2 separate regions of the Sus scrofa genome follow, and region 1 is linked to region 2. The links are chromatin contacts, called in public HiChIP or PLAC-seq maps. All regions are on one chromosome and are shown on one strand. The core of a region is the stretch at or near the end of the contact, and the rest is flanking DNA. Distances in the headings are between cores, read along the strand shown.

Region 1 (3,279 bases), core at 573-3,072, 180 kb before region 2:
ACAAAACTATAGCTCAATTACTGAAACTAGAAAATTACCACTGATAAAATACGATTCAGGTTTTAACCTTATTGACAGACGGTGTTGTTGTCTGAGGAAAGAGAGCCAGGGCACTCTGGACAAATGATCATTGGCTTTATGGGTGATTTAAAACAGGAGACAATTCAGAACACCCTTTATTTTTGGCTTCTGATGATGAAAGTATCAGAAGGAACAAGTATTTTATCTTCCTAATTTTCTTTTGTGTGTACTAATGCAAAATTTACATGGATTTTTGGAAGACATGAGTTCTTATCCCAACCAGTATTTAATCAATTGTTTAAAAGTTGTCAGGAGCTCTACTGGGCTTTGGGGAATTAAAGATAAGTGAAAATTGCTGTTCTACCTGTGTGCTGTTGCTCTGCTCATCTTTAGAGGGATTATCACATTTAATCCTCACAACATTCCTAAAAGGCTAAGAGCTATTGTTATTCCTATTTGACTGAAGCACAAATTGAGGCTTAGAGGGCTGGTAGGAGGCAGCTCCCGGGCTTTTAACTTTCATGACACCTTGTGATAAATGCTTTGGTTTTTTTTCCAAGTCTGGAATAATACGTTGACATATGCAATGGCTTGTCTTCATTTTATGTAAAACATAACATGCATATCACCACGGAAATGGCTGAAAAAGAAAAGCTTACCCAAAGATGGGTTCATTCAGGGACAAAAGTTTGTCATTGAGAAGTTTACCCATGTTACTAAATCTCTTTCCCAGAAGAATTATTGTATCTGTTAAGAGCATGTCAAGGTGCAAAGGTGCACATGGGGACTGGCCTACAAGCAGACAGCCTAAAGTCAAGGATGAAGGGCCTCTTCAAGCTAGGACATCCATTCTGAAGTGCATGTATTCCCACCTGTCCTGCTTTTATTCGAGGGATATACAGCCTTGGTATTTTAACATGAATAAACATGAAAACCATTTTAATGGTTTAACATTTTAACCATGTAATATGATTACATGGTTATTATATCGATCACAATTTGTTGTTCTTTTCAAACACATAGATTCTAACATCTGTGTTGTCTTAGTGTGAGCTTGTGCTTGGATCCTGGAGGTGGCCGCTTTCAGAGCTGGTCAGTAACAGCTCCGGCAATGGCGTAGAACCTCAGGTTTCTCCAACTGTTTGCTGCTGGTGCTACCATATTTGAGGATGTGGGTGGCTGATTAGCTACATCCCTACTAGGAGTGGAACTACTCAGAGAATCCTGCTGGTTCTTGGTGGGGGGACTTGCCTTCTTTCCATAAGACGAGCACTGCTGTCCCCACACAGTGGGCAGAGAGAAAGATGCAGGTGGACCTTGGGTCTTTGTGGGTGCCACTCCATTTTAAAATTCATTTTTTTAAGATGAATTTCAATTTAAGGTGTTTCCAAGCCGGACTCTCTGAGGACAGAGAAGGCCGGGAAAAGTCTTTCCCTCTCTTGGGGTTGCGGGGGGTCGGGTACGGGGGTGGTGATGGCGGTGGTGAAGGGACCCCGACAGCGGGAAGCTGTGGAGTCTTCGGAGGAAAGGGCCCTGGAGCTGGACACCCCTTCCAGTTCCCACCTCTTTGCAAACCCAGGGGAGGGGAAGGAGCGACACAGGAGCCCCAGCTTCCAATCGCCCCATTGCTGCCACGCTCCGTCGAGGCCCTAGGCCGTGGGGCGCAGAGCCTCAGCTCCAGGCAGCGCGGGCGCGGCGCACAGAGAGGAGGCGAAGGGCCGGCAGCGGCCTCGCGGCGCGTCCACATGCGGCGGGGCCGCAGGGGGGGCGGGGGGGACGGGGAGCCGAGGGGGAGGGTTTACATCCCAGCGAAGTTCCCGGATGGTCGCAGCCTCCCGGCGCTGAGCGCTTTTCCTGCCCGGCCGGCTCAGCCCTACGAACCGGGGAGAAGTTTCCCTAAGAAAAATGCCCGGCGCGCCGCAGGGCCCTGGAGCTGCCCGGAGCCGTTGCACGGTAAGGGACGCGCCGCTGCCGCTGCCAAGGGCGCGACCGGGTTCCGGGGACTCAGGGCAGCGCCCGTGGAGACCCTCTAGGCCCCCAGGGACCCCGAGGAGGGCTGGGCTGGGCATCTCGGCTCGGCGCCGGGTGGGCGCGGGCGGGGGCCGCGGGGACGTCGGGGCTGCGTCCGCTGCGGGCGGGGGCGGGCGCGCGGTCTCGGGAGGGGCGGACTCGGGCCCCGCGGCTTGCGCGTCCAGTACCCGCGGGCAGAGAAGGAAGGGGCGGCGGACCGTGAGGGTCCGGACGCGGGCGCCTTCTGGGCTGGGCGCGCCGCTGGGCTCCGCAGATCTCCGGCCACCCGGGGGCTCGGCCCGGCTCCCGGCTTAGGTACCCACGGCAGGGGCTTCGCTGCGATGCGCTGGGGCCGCGTCTACCCCACCCATGACAGGCGAATGGAGACTTTAGGGCACCCCGAGGCCAGTTTCTGCCAGGGAGCTGCCTCTGCTTCTTCTCAGGGGAGTTGTGCCCATCCCGCAACGCGGCTTCCCAGACTCGCCTCCCGCCGGGTGCCCCAGGCTGAGCCTCGCGCTGCGGGCAGTGTAGACGCTTGCGTTAGATGTGTGCGGTGACCTTAAAGGACGTCCAGTCCCCGTCAGCTCTTTTCCCCCCAGGGCCTCTCCGGAACTTTCGGAACGGCTTCACTTCAGTCTCACTCCCTCTACTTTTTCTGTTAACATATTTTTTTTTTCTTCTTTTTTTAAAGTACTGTTAGAGAAAGTTGCAAGCGTAAGAGAAACCAGCTGACCCAATCCGGGCGACCCAAATCTTCAACTCGTGGTTAGACTTTGGACTCCTGGAGCTTAACAAAGGGTGTGTCTGTGAGGAACCGAGCCTGGCCAGGTCCTCTGGTCCTGCTTAATCCCAGAGGAATACATATTCCTTCCTGGGCCACGGGCTGCTGACTTTATCTCAGTTCTCTGGGAAGCCTCTCAAGTTGTCAGCAGTGACTGGGTGGACTTGGTCCCATTTTGTGAAAATTGTGTGACACCGTTGTCCCCTGAATAGTCACTGGATTCCACCCCCAATCACTGGCCGAGTGTAGTCCCAGACTTTAGGCGGTGCAGCCGCGGAGCCGCTGGACCGAATCCCACCCTGGGTGGGTTTTCTTTTGCCAGTTTCCCAAGGCAATTCCAAAACAATACTGTAGCTTCATTTTGAGTCGTTGGCATATTTTTCCTCCTCAGAAAAAGCCTTTTTCTGTTAACGGTTAAAATAACTCCAAAGAGTTTTCATTTTCAGTTTTTATGAAATACCCTTGGA
Region 2 (3,133 bases), core at 189-2,688:
TCTCTCCTTGCACATGCTGATACCTTCATGAGCAGTTAGTTCACAGGACAGCGAAGACTTAGACTCACATTCTCTTGCTGGCTGTTCTTAGACCAATGACAATCTTCCCCACTTAAAACGTTTCTTCCTTTCATCTTCAAATAATAGAATGAAAGGAAAGAGTAGAACTTTAGAACTAGTAAGGATGTTAAGAATCTCGCTAGCTCAATTCCTTTTCTTTACTGTAATGGATGAGCAAATACACAGGTTCATTATTTCCTTCCCCTTCTTAGCCTATCAGTATTCCGGGCCCCTCAGTTCTCCTTTTGCAATACCTCTCAGCCTCTTCCATTCTTTCCATTATCATCACCCCAGAGTATATCTTTATTTCCTCTTGTCTTGGTTTTTCCCAAAGTTATGTTTTTCTTGCTTTCAGTCTTTCAACTAATCCTGGGAAAGCTTCCAGACTGCATATCCAAAAATAATGTGATCACTAAGACATGTTCTCATGAAAAAAATATTCACTGGTTTTACTGTGGTCAGAGGATAAAGTCCAAACTCTAAGGCTAACCTAAAGAACCTTCTGGAGGTTCACCCTAACTTACCTTTCCAGGCCTATCTTCCAGTATTCTGCCAAGAGTCAAAGCTCAATAAATATTTATTGAATTAATCTCCAAACTTTCTAAACACAAATTCTTTCAGCTTTGAGATAACAGTCGGGAGGAAAAAAAAAAAAAAAAAAAAGGAGCCAGGTTCAAGGGAAACTAGGAAGGCTGTTAAAAATTAAGAAGATAGAGAACCAGGGTGAAGTGAGAACAGGGTAATTCACAACTTTTCTATAGTTTCAGTTTCTGCTCATTTTTCCACTAATACATTTTCCTCTCAGTATCCTGAGGGATATGCATGTAGTTTCTACCAGAAGAGAAAGACAAGCAGTCAGAGACTGGGTGCTTATTCTAAAACAAGCACAGCGCTAAAGCTTTACAGATATTTTAATCTCTGATTTAGGAAGGTCAAGGTCACACAGCCAGGGAAAGGCAGGATTCTGATCCACTATTCTGACTCTAAGACCCTGCTTTTCAACTGCGCTATAAAAACTACTGGGCTAATCCAGGCAGGAACTGGCGGACCACATGAGCCTGGGATCAGGCGGAGAGACAAGAGGCTTCTGCATCTGATTTTAGGATGAGGAAAATGAAACCGCAAATGCCCCCCGGCGGCCGCCATTTTGCGGGAGTAGAGCAACCGGAAATCCCGCCGCGGGTGTCTAGCTAGTGGGCTGCCCGCAGATGGCGGGGCGGGGCTGCGGACTGTGGGCCTTCGCAGCTCTGCGATCGGGGCGGAGCCTGAGGGCGGGGCCAAGGCCTCGCCGCTCGGAGTCTTGCGGCGGGAGGCGGAGTCTGAAGGTGGGGCAGCGGGGAGCGCGGCTCAAGGGGTTCCCCGAACGGGGCGGGGCCTGAAGGCGGGGCGGGGCGGGGCGGCGCGGGGAGGAGCTGACCGAGTCCCAGCTTACCAGCACCCCGCTAGCTCCGAACGTGACTGAGCTGCTGCAGCCGGCAGCCAGCAGCTGGCAACTCTCGGCTAGGAAGACTGGGGGTGGGAGATGACGGTGATTTCCTCCCTGCTTGGCCCACCTCGAGCATCGACTCCCTTCTCCCGCGGCCCCGGGGCTGCAGACGTCGCAGGTGAGATGGGCCCCCGGGTCGCTGACCTGCCTGGTCCTGGCTCGGCCTTACAGGCCCCTGATGCCCCCGCCTTCGCCCCTCAAGTCGGGGCAGGAGGGCATCGCCCCGCCCTTGGCGCCCAGGCCCGCCATCCGCTGCCTGCGCCTGCCCTCCTCTGCCCCACGGCACTCGCCTTTAGGACATGCGGGGGAAAGAGAGGCTTGTCTCCTTTGGTGACAGAGCTGCCATCCCCCAGTTTGAGGAGCACCTCACTGTACGTGCGTCCACCTTGTCATTCTCAGACTCTTCTCTTTATCCCGAGAGGTGGCCTCAGTGAATGCCATCCAGAGAGGTTCTCCCGAGGTACCTGGAGCCTTGCACCAAATTTCCTCCCTCACCCCTTTTTGGAACATTTCACTCACCATGCGTTGTGGCTCCTGTCCTCTTGGGAAGCGGAGCAACCAACTTTTTTTTTAATCCCAGGCACAGAACCCAGGTTGCCTTCTCACTTCCACTGTTGCCTGCCTAGGCATTGGGTGGCAGCTGTTCTCTCGGCGGCCTGTTTGGTTAAGGACTCTCCACATCCTTATCTTAGAGGGCCAAAGTCTGTCCCTGGCGACCAGGGAAGAGACAGTGATCACTTCTCACCCCGGGTCTCTGAAGAGGACATTTGGTCCGCTGCAGCTAGATGGGAGTGGGTGGATGGTGTGCCCCGCGATGCTGAAGAGTGCTTTCACAGTACCTACCATATGCGCTATTACGCTTTTCCCACGTGTTGGAGGATATTGGATGTCAGAGAAATAGCCTGAGTTTAAAGCTTTCTCTTTGAAACCAACCAAAACCCTCCTCTGCATTTTCACCTAACAGCTGTTGTTTACAGATTCAGTGGTTTTTCCATGTTATCTAAACCAAATATGTGTGGCCAGAAGTGGCCAGTGTAGAGCATTTCTCTGCTCCTGCCCCAGTGAGTAGTTTTTTACTGTGACATGCCAACTTTTTTGTTCTTTAACAAGCCTTGTTTTGAATGAGATGAAAAGGTTGGGTGCACTTTTTTAAAAAAAACTTCCCTTGCTGTGGCTCCTGTTTATTATAAAAGAATGCTTTTATAATACAAAATTAGGATGAGAAACAAAATTAGGATGGAAACAAAATTAGGATGAGATAAAACATTGTAAGTGCTTTTTGGCTATTCTGTCCCTTAATTAGCAGGTATTGCTTTTATAACATCAAAGAACTTCATGGAAAGGGGCAGATTACTTCCCTAAGTTTTTCTCAGTTTTCAACTAACTGAAAGTTAAACCTGGGCATTGCTGTAGCTATTTGACCATCACCTTGAGAGAAATAAAGAGCTCTCCCTTTCCTGCTAACAACTAAAATCAAAATAAATTAAACTGGGGAGTTCCGGTCGTGGCACAGCAGAAACGAATCCGACTGGGAACCATGAGGTTGAAGGTTCGATCCCTGGCCTCGCTCAGTGGGTTAAGGATCCA

What was found. HiChIP or PLAC-seq counts read pairs in DNA pulled down with a chosen protein or histone mark.
Region 1: a contact with region 2 is called in an H3K27ac HiChIP or PLAC-seq map of skeletal muscle. The contact joins the promoter of WIPF1 here to the promoter of GPR155 in region 2. A contact is called at or near these places in 2 of 2 datasets of contacts at active chromatin or transcription factors (alveolar macrophages and skeletal muscle).

The regions. Positions count from the first base shown.
Region 1 is chr15:80,645,005-80,648,283 of Sscrofa11.1, reverse strand. WIPF1 (WAS/WASL-interacting protein family member 1) reads left to right here and starts at 1,822. Exons shown (of 9, transcript XM_021074985.1): 1 at 1,822-1,974.
Region 2 is chr15:80,460,396-80,463,528 of Sscrofa11.1, reverse strand. It overlaps GPR155 (integral membrane protein GPR155), which reads left to right and starts at 1,438. Exons shown (of 15, transcript XM_013990589.2): 1 at 1,438-1,664.